2 separate regions of the Ovis aries genome follow, and region 1 is linked to region 2. Evidence: chromatin contacts called from public Hi-C data. All regions are on one chromosome and are shown on one strand. Each heading gives the region's core, a stretch centred on a gene start, on an enhancer-like site or on the middle of the called end of the contact. The rest is flanking DNA. Distances are from core to core; before and after follow the strand shown. Region 1 holds the start of FAAP20 (FA core complex associated protein 20). Region 2 holds the start of RER1 (retention in endoplasmic reticulum sorting receptor 1).

Region 1 (4,740 bases), core at 578-3,077, 140 kb after region 2:
CCAGCAGCCCAGGGTAAAGGAGACCCCTAGGGTGATTAAGGCCAAAGGAGAGTGGGTGCCCGCTCACCTCATGCTGAAGGCTGGAGCCAGGCTCAGCCAGCCCCTGGCAGCCCCCGGGACCTGCCCTCAGGCCTCCCCATTGTCCTGGGTCCACCTGAGACCCTCCTGGTTCCTGCCTCAAGCTACCCTTCCTGGGTCTGGGAGCTGGCAGTGTGAGGTCCTTAGAGGAAATGGCTGGGATGCTGAGGACCCCAGGGCTCCTGTTGTGGGGATCAGCCGCTCACATAGATGTCCCCACACAGCTTCCCAGCATGTCCTGAGAGCTGGGCACAGGCTGGCTATCTGAGGCCTGGTAGGTCCTGCTTGCCTTGGGGAGGACTGGTGTTCCTCCTGAGAGTCTCCAGGCGGGCATGCAGATATGCAGTGATGCTTCCAGGAACAGCTTTGAAGCAGTGGAGACTGAAGCCAGGGTGAGGGTAGGGGGGCTGTGGCTGGGGACGACAGACACGAGCCATTCGGGGGTCCTCAGTCAACCAGCCCCTGTGACATTCCCGGCCCGCCTGTGAGTCCCCTCACCCGGGCTTCTCTCACCTGGGAAAGTGGCGGGTCACCTCCTCTGGGGCCCCAAGACCACCCACTGTAGCAGCTCCCTTGTTTAGACACGCACAGGCTGTCTCCCAGGAACTGGCAGGCTCCAGGTGAGAGCTCTGTCTCATTTGCTCCCCCAGGCATCTTCAGCCTCTAGACCAGTCCCTGGCCCAGAAGAGTCCACTCTGCTCTGGAGGTCTGCATGGCAGCTGGATGGAGGTCACTTGAGTGGCCTCAACTTGGGGACAGGGGCGCCTGGGGGCTGGAGTGTGTCACATGGGGGGGTGCCACAGATCCAAGTTGGAAGAGGCAATCTGTGATGTGACGAGGGGCGGAGGTGAGGAGACTATGGGAGCTCCTGCAGAAGGGTGTGCAGAACAGAGTTGCCGAAGCTGTGGGGCTGGGGAGGAGCCAGGGAGAGCCCATGACCCCAGTGGCATCTGCCTGTGGCCTGGAGAGGAGAAGGCTGCCACCCAGTATCCCCTGCACCCCTCAGCCCTGGTGGGACCCCAAGGCACCGACTGCACCAGCAGAACAGACAAGGGTGGCTGGGCATCTGCTGCCACCAAGTGGCGGATTGCAAGGTCGCTGGCTCAGCGAGAGCGCCTGGGGCCCAGGGTGTCCAGGAAGCTCCTCGCAGGCCCTCCGAGCACCCGGACCCTGGTCTTCTCACTTCGTCTCTTAATTAAGGAAACTAGGCTCCTCCCTCCTGTAAGGAAACGCGGACGTCCTGAGAAGGTTCTCCCAGGCTCAGGATTGTCCAGAGGAAGGAGGCAGAGCCAGGACCAGCGGCGAGTGGGGACGCCAGGGCCCCCGGCCGCCTTCCCACCCAGTTCCTCCTCCTCGGAGGTCTCTGCAGAGCAGACCCCAGGCCTGAGGGGTGGGGCGGCACCTCCCGGCTCAGCTGGAAAATGGCTCCCTCAGGGCAAGGCAGCCTCGCGACCTCAGTCCTGCCTCCAGGGAGCAACCCTGACCTCCGTCTCCCTCCCTCCGATACTGCCACAAGAGGGAGGTCACCCCATGGTCTGGGGGTCGAGTCCAGCGCCCAGATGGGAGTGATTTCGGGTCCACACAGCTCTCCGGGGGGTGCTGGGGCATTGAGGAGGGGGCCCTAGACCCGCTCTTGTCTGGGCGGGGCTGCCCAGGGCGGGCGACTGGGGTGTGTGTCTTGTTGTGGGCGGGGTCTTGCCGGGGGCGGCGCCTGGCGCTCCAGCAGCTCATTTCCGCCGGACGCGGGGCGTCTGGGCGGATAGAGGCTATGCGGAGGTCGCGGCTAAGTCTGAGCCGCCGGAGGCCGCCCTCTGGGGCCGGGTGAGGTTGGAGGCTGGGGGCAGCGGGGGGCGGGGGGCGGGAAGGGTCCCGGATGGGGCCTAGTGTCCCCGGCCCAGCGGTAGCCGGGTGTCACGCCCCCACGTGCTCCCTGGAACTCGCCTCGATCCCGCCCCGCCAGCCCTCCTCCCGCCCCACTGCCGAGCTGCACCCACCGTCTCTCCCCGCTGAGTCCTTCCTGTTCCCCGAGGGCCCCGCTCCCCGCTTCCCCTGTGCTGTGATTATGCCCACCCTCGCCGCCCCAGGCCTCCGAGCAATACCTCCGGGTCCCTCCCGGATGGCGGCGAGTGCGCGAAGCTGTGGACTGAGTTGCTGCGCACCGCGAGCGCAGACCTGAACGAGGACGGCGAGCTGCCGCCGCTGCCCGCGTTCCCCGGCCAGGTGCGTGTGAAGCGATCCCCGCGTCTCCAGCTGGGCTGGGGCGGGCAGGCGGGCGCGGTCCGACGACTCCTTTTTGCAGGAGCCCAAGCGCAGTCCTGAGCGCCCGCCCCTGGAAAGATTCACCGTGGGAACCGAGACCTTTTTCTGGACGCCCTTCCCGCCGCCCCCGCCGGGGCGAGGCGGGGACTCGGGCGGCTCCGACCTTGTGCTCAGAGCGGTCCGGGGGCACACGGGGTCCCCCCAACAATATGCAGCGCCCGAGCTCCGCGGAACCCCCAGCGCCGAGGAGCAGCTGTCAGAGGAGCAGCCCTCCCAGCGACAGCCGTCAGTGGACGGTGCGACGACCCTGCAGAGCTGTCCCATGTGCCAAGTCGACTTCGTCCCGGGGTGAGTGGCCCCCTGGGCCTCCCTCTCCTCCACTGCCACCCCCGTGGCCCCTGCCCTGTTTGGAAACCACAGGCAATTTCTGAAGCCTAGGGTGTGTTAAGTCGCTCAGTCCTGTCCAACTCTTCGCGACCCCATGGACTGTAGCCTACCAGGCTCCTCCGTCCATGGGATTTTTCCAGGCAAGAATACTGGAGTGGGGTGCCATTTCCTTCTCCAGGCGATCTTCCCAACCCAGGGCTAGGGTGCCTTAGCTCAACTTTGGCTTTTTAAAGTGAAATTTCATGCATAGAAAGTTGGCAAAGTGCAGAAGTGGTGCTGATCAGCTGGAGGGCACAGGGCTGGGGGTCTGAAGGTCCCGCTGCAGGTGCACTGGCCTGAGACCCTGATGACAGGCTGCAGCCTCCCAGACATACCCACTACGGTGGGAGGGCAGGGAGGCTCTGGCTCTGTTGGGGTCCACACTGACACCCGCTGGTGAGACTGCCTCCAGGGTGAGTCTGGGCTGTGGGTCATAGAGCAGTTTTTTGTTATGGTCCCTCCAACCACCTTCCCCGTGGGTGGACTGTGGGTTTAAAAAATGAAGACTCTGTTTCAGTGTCTAGAGATGCCTTTGTTTTAGAAATCTGATATATATGCATTTTTTAAAGTAAGGTGATGGAGTTTGACTTTGCTAAGTTCCACCTGTCCAGCTTTTGAGCCACGTGTCACATAGCTAAGGACACAGGCATGGGGGTCATGGGGGTCAGGACAGCAGGAAGGAGCTTGGTCGGATGTAGGGGATAGACGGCAGGTTTTGGTAGCTGGTCTTACTGTGTGTCCTGTGGCCTGGAGCCTGTGTTGAATTACATGCCTTGGCCCTGGTTTTTTGGAAACAAAACCAGTCCTAGGGGTGAAGGGAATGGCAGCTGATGACAAAAAGTTATCACAACAGTTATCAAAATGTGCAGCACAGACTGCAGAGGGGAGAAAAAACACGGTCTGCATTCAGATATCCAGGCTCCTCCAATGGTGATGTTTCACAGGAACCAAGCCTTTGAGAGCTTGGACAGTTCAGTGTGCAGGGAGCGAGGGGGTGGCTGTCCTCAGGAGGACCTGTGGTGAAGCCCCCTAGTAGGCACAGGTCTGGCGTGGCAGGAGGGCAGGTGTGGCGGCTTCGCTGAGATGCCTGTGCTCTGGAGAATTTGTAAAACGTCCTCAGACCCAGCATTTCACCGAACACACCTCTTACCCCATATTGAGGCTCTTGGATGGTTGTGGGCTGAAGACACCAGCTCCCTTGCCAGTCCTGAGGAAGCCGTGAACACTTTTGAAAATACTAAGTCCCCTTGATTCATACCGGTTGAGAGAAACCCAGGGACAGAAATATCATCGGAAGCCCTGGAGGAAAATTCATTTTCTTGGCAGAAGATGCCCTTGAAGCTTCCTGACACTGTCAGGGCAGCCCAGCCCTGCCTCTCTGTTGTAGGAGCAGCTTTTGTTTTTGGATTGCTTGCTTTTCTAAACGGTCTAAGGAGAGAGTTTCTAAGACTTTGGAAGGATGTTGGAAAGAAAGTTCCAGTCTGAGCTCTTTTGAGCAGTCAGATTAAGGCTTGGCCAAGTGCCTCAGCGTAGGTGTTGGTGCGGGCGGTCCAGGGTCTCTGTGCATCTGGAGTGCTTCTTACACGTTCTTCCTTTTGATTAAGAAGGAGAGTGTGCCCTGGCCAGGCCCCACCCCAAGGCTGCAGAGTAACTTGGGGACCCCCCTCCCTGGGGACAGGCCAGGGCACGAGGGAGCAGAAATGAGTCTTGTGTCTAGAAACACGTTTGCTTTCAGGATTCTGGGCAATGTCTGTGACCAGAGGGGGAAGCCCTGCCACCCTCTGAGCAGCGGAGGGGTGGGGGTGGGGGGGTGGGAGGTGGCTACTGGTCTGCAGGAGGCACAGGCAGCCTGGGTGCTTTGGGCAACCTAGTGCTTCCAGGTCACTCAGAACCGGTGGTTCTCTGAGCTTCCTCTCTGACACTGAGGGCTGTTACATGGTGGATTCCACAGACTACATGCGAACACCCCTCCAGGTC
Region 2 (5,036 bases), core at 1,651-4,150:
AGGTAACCCTATCTGCTCCTGACTGCTTCATCTGGCCGCGCGACTCCGTGAGGACTCAGCACATGAGAGCCCAAATTGCCAAGAGAAGGGTGGGCACCGTCACCCGTATGCCACAGCAGCGCGTCAGCCTCAGACAGTCAGGCCACTTGCTCAAAGTCAAGAGCAGCTCTGGCCTTGGCTCCTGCAGCCCAGCATGGCCCCCGCCTAAACCACAGAACAAAAAGGACGCAGAGGGCGGAAGGCCGTGCCAGTCCAAAGCTGGTGACGATGCTGGGGACAAGCTCTCACTGCCTCCCTACCACCGGCTTCCTCCCCCCATGTGACACCATGGCAGGGCTGGGGACCAGAAGTGGACTCCAACATGGAGTCCACCACCCCTGAGCGGTATGGTCCTCATCTGGAAGGTGGCACAGCCCTTCCCATTTGGGCAGACACCTGAGGCTTCCAACGGTCTGAGTCACCCCCTCGCTCAGCCTCTTCACGGCCAGGCTGGAGCCTGGATCTGCACATCCTCCTTGCATGCAGCCGCTAGTTAGCAAGCTCACAACGTGATCCGAGATCCCAGATGGAACACAGTACCAATTGCAGTGGCTCCTTGAACAAACGCAGGGGCGTCAACCCCAGCAGTCAACGATCCAAGTATAACTTTAGAGTCAGTCTCTGGACCCGCAGTTCAACCAATTGCAGATCGCGCAGTACTGCGGTACTGTTCTCATGAAAAAAATCCACATGAGAGTGAACCCATGTAGTCCAAACCCATGTTGTTCAAGGGTCAACAGTACAACTTTGATATGAAGATAATCTGAGCAGTCCCACAAGCACCAGCACATCTGTGCTAGAACGTCTGCTGATTCTGTAACACCATTTCCTGGGGCCCCGGAGTGGAGGGGCAGAGTGCCAAGGAGACTCAGAAATGCCCTTTGCTTTCCTGGGAGCCACGGTGAACTGAACAGGTGAACTGTAGCTCCTAGCCCTGTCTTTTGGGGAAGTTTGCCTCTACGTTCAACTGGGGAAAATTTCCTATTTTCAAAAGGGCTAAATTAGAGAAGGCCAGCCACCCTATTTAGACCAAAGTCAGGCCAAAAGAAAGCTATATCAGTAACATCATTTATCCTACAATTCCATACAAATGTTTCCCTATTTTACTTTTTTATGACCAAAGTGTCTACCATTTAAATGCTTTTACTTGAATTGAGGTATTAACGTTAGAGAAACACCTGCTGTTCCTCTAAAGTATGCCCTACACAGAGACAACCGCTTCTGTTTTGTTCTCTTAACTGAACGTGTGAAAGATCTTCCCACGACATGCTGACCAACTTCCCATCACCTGACATGACACATATACATTAACATAACTCCACACCTTGGCTGAACTCCTATCAACATTTAGAAGGTGAACTTTGGATCAAATGGCCTGTCTATGGCGTGACTCACAGGCCACTGTGGCCCTCCCCACTCTGTGAAACAGGGCCACAGCATCTCAGCACCCCGCTCCCCAGGCCTTTGGTGTGGAGTCAGCAGCCAGCCTTGTTAGAACCAGAGCGGGGCCTGGTTCTAACCAGGAGCAGCCCCGGGGAGGAAGGCAGCAAGATGGCCTTGTTCGGACTTGTTTCCAATCAGGGTGGCCCTCACACAGCTGCGCTGTCTGCAGTCCCCTGCAGTTCCAAGACCACCTCCTCAAAGAGGCCCTCCATGACTGTCCAACTGGCACCTGTCCCTCAGATCACATCACCCTGTTCTATTTTGTGGGACAATAACTTCAAGACTGCTTTTTGCCTCATTTCTCCTTCCTCCTACTAGAATGCAAGCTCCCGGAAGAGGAGCCTTGTCCCTCCACTGCCGGCCCCGTTATCCAGGAGGCCAGGCACAGAGCTAGCAGTGGGTTAAGTTCTCTGTCGGATGTCACTGCCTCAGGCTCAGCCACAAAGGAAACAAAGAAAAAAAACAAGATCAGACAGTTCGAAACAGAGACCAGGAGTATCACTTATGGGGGTTTGTGTGCAGAGTACCAGAGTCATCACTGCACCTGTCTGTGGAGCTGTCCCCACACAGACGCATCCCACACAGAGGACAGTCCTGCCTGGCACCGTTTGGTTCCCTCTGTCTCCCCTCATCTCCTGCCCCCTTTCTCCTGAGTCCCGAGCCTGGTAATTTCCCACACTTTCATCCTGCGATGATGTTCTCTTCTCTGAAAAGCCCTTCCAGACCTCACCCACCCGAGTGCTCGGCCAGGGCTCACGGCCGGCTCCTTTTCCTGGGCATGACCACCTTCCCGTCTCGACCACACCTGCACCACCAAGACCTGGGGGCCCTATATTCACCTACGAGGAGAGCTCCACCTTACACATCTCCGGGAATGAGACCAACCCGACCGAGTAGCAGGCGCCCCGGGACGCTCCCAGGCCCATGTGCCTGGGGCAGGTTTCCGGAGGCAGCTGTAGGACAGCACGCGGGGCGCCGTCGAGCCGGTCAGCCCGAACGCTCGGGATCTTCGGTGTGCAGAAGGGCCAGGTCTCGACCCCGAGCGATCCAAGTCCACCGCGGCGCTTCCTACCCAAGTCCCGCAGGCTGCCCTGGATCGGCGAGGACACCGAGGTCCCACGGCCCCGGGCAAGCAGCCGACCCCTCCCAGGACGCGCTACCAGGGAACTGGGGCCGGTCACCGCGGCGACCCCGGGGGTCCGGCCCTGCCCCAGTCTCACGCGCGCCCCTCAGGACCACGGCACCCGCCCGACCCCAGCCCCGCCCCGCCCGCCAGCACCTCGCGGTCCACTGCGGCCGAGCGCGGTCTCCCGAGGGCCGCGGGAAGAAGGACGCGGGTGGCTGCCGCGCCGGCGTTTCGCTCGGTCCGGGAAGGGGTAACCGAGCACTTCCGCTCAGTCCTGCGCGGCACCGCCTCCCGGGCTTCCAAGATGGCCGCCGGGGCGGGGCCGAGAGCCTCCAACCATTTCCGCTTCCGGTGCGAGCTCCCAACCCGTTGGCTGGGTTGTCACGTCGGCGGAAGAGACGTAAGCGGCGGAAATTCGCCATGCTGCGCAAGCGCATTCGCGTCCTCTGGCTCCGGGCCCAGACAGTTCAGCTCCAGAACTTGGTAACGCCCAGGGACTGACTAGAGGCCACGCCCGCTCACAACCAACGAGCCAGTAGAGAAGAACTATGCAGTTGCTAAGGGAAACCTCTAGCGGCAAGATGGCGTTCGCCAGTGAGGGACGCGCGACCTCCTGCTTGCCGCGCCGGGAGCCTTCAGGGAGGCCACCGCGGGACGGTAACAGCCGACTACCCTACCGGGCCTCCGTTGGGAAGGGAGGGAGACGGACAGGTCCGGGCACTCGCTGAGCATCCCCGCACCTTCACTGCGAACCTAGCTCGCACCCCTGGGAGCTTGGTCGTCCCCAACTCAGGTGTCTGGGTGCCCACGGTATGGGCGGGGTCCCGGGCCCCGAGTAGCAAAACCGGCTGGGGCCTGGAGACCCAGTCGGGAGGAACTGAGTCGACCCTTGGTGACCCAGGGTGGCGGGGCGGGCGTCTCTGCATGGGTTGGGCGCTCAGCTTGTCTGCTGTATAAACGGATTAACAGGGAGAGTTGTGACCCAAACAGCCTTTGGGGAGCAGTGGGGGTGAGGCTCACTAAGAGGTGAAACGACAGACACCTAGAGAAGCCCCGGGATGGCCCCCACCTTGTGCATGCTGGTCGTCAGCCACGTCATCTGTACCTGGTGCTCACCTGGGTGTCCTTTCAACCTTCAGGTTATGGGATCTACGTTTATCCGAATTCTTTCTTTCGATATGAAGGAGAATGGAGAGGAGGCAAGAAACACGGTAAGGACAGGCTATGGCCTCTTGCTGTAGCCATTCCACTGACAGCACATGTCCCAGAGGAGCTGGGGCCACGTGAGTGCCTGCCACATCGGGCCCTCACTCGTGCGCATGAGGGGCCATCTGCAGAATGGGGGACCCAGATAGCCACCTTGGTGCTGATGAAAACTGTCTTTATTTTTTCCTTGAAGATGAAGAGGCTGACCATTTGAAAAAAAAAACAAGAGTCTAAATAGCAAGGAGAGCAAGTAGAAAGCGAGAGTCCCCTGGCGTCCACCCTAGAGGCAGACCTGGACTTTCCAAAGCTTACTGTCACAGTTGGATGCCTGTTTGGGGTTCTGTCTGCTCAAAGCCTCTGCAGATTTTTCTGCCAGAGGATTGATCTTTCAGTATTTTCTCATGAACTATTTGTGTATCAGTCGGCTGCCAGTGTATTTGGAACCTTTTGACTTTTATGGGAGTGTTTTTGCCACATGGGTGTTTCTCCCTTTTGTGCTGAAATCTGTGAGTCTCTTCCTGACCTGGACAAAGTGGTTCCTTCTTTTCAAAATGTATTTTTCAGTGTCACCTCGTGCTTTTCTCTTTCTCACCCTTTCTCTCTTCCCCCACCCCCACCTTCCCTCTGCACCTGCACTGACAGAGGCAAGATGGCCATCACGTGCTCTCTGAGGAGATCTAGGGGCAGGGTCCCTGAGCTTTTGATGGCCCGGACAGAACCAAATACAAAGACCTTGTGACCTGCTCTTCTCCCTGAGAAACAAGCCCAGCCACGCATGGCCCCAGCAGTCACTCCCAGCCACAGCCTAACATCACGATGTCTTTCACCAGGTCGGGGGAAGCTGCTGTTTAAAGATGGGAGTTACTACGAAGGTGACTTTGTGGATGGAGAGATCACAGGAGAGGGCTGTCGGCACTGGACACTGACAGGTCAGCTTGCCAGCCCTTCTTCCTGAACCCACCCTGCTGTGAGCTGCCCCTCCTTTCTGGATGCAGAAGACACTATGTCTAAACCTGAGGACCCCTGGCTCCCCAAAGGTGTCTCGTAGTGGCCTCGTGCCAGCTTGGGGTGGGATGGCCCCAGTGCTGCCTGCAGGACCTCAGACCCTCACAGGCAAGCGTTAAGTGGATTTTTGGTGGAAAGGAGTCTCACTCCACAGACTCTGGCCTGGAGGGGCCTCTGCTCCAGGCATACAGAGCACCCCCCACCCCCACTCCCCAAG

Evidence for each region. Hi-C and Micro-C count contacts between places; a contact is called where the count stands out from the background.
Region 1: a contact with region 2 is called in a Hi-C map of muscle, with 10 times the contacts expected there. The contact joins the promoter of FAAP20 here to the promoter of RER1 in region 2. A contact is called at or near these places in 11 of 16 Hi-C or Micro-C datasets (blood, hypothalamus, liver and 5 more).

The regions. Positions count from the first base shown.
Region 1 is chr12:49,902,271-49,907,010 of ARS-UI_Ramb_v3.0, forward strand. It overlaps FAAP20 (FA core complex associated protein 20), which reads left to right and starts at 1,828. Exons shown (of 6, transcript XM_027975751.2): 1 at 1,828-1,899; 2 at 2,163-2,298; 3 at 2,378-2,685. The coding sequence starts at 1,847. It overlaps LOC121820795 (a long non-coding RNA gene), which reads right to left and starts at 1,298. Exons shown (of 3, transcript XR_006061495.2): 1 at 1-1,298.
Region 2 is chr12:49,760,375-49,765,410 of ARS-UI_Ramb_v3.0, forward strand. It overlaps RER1 (retention in endoplasmic reticulum sorting receptor 1), which reads right to left and starts at 2,901. Exons shown (of 7, transcript XM_042257384.1): 1 at 2,762-2,901. It overlaps MORN1 (MORN repeat containing 1), which reads left to right and starts at 3,159. Exons shown (of 14, transcript XM_042257381.2): 1 at 3,159-3,319; 2 at 3,748-3,819; 3 at 4,645-4,743. The coding sequence starts at 3,190.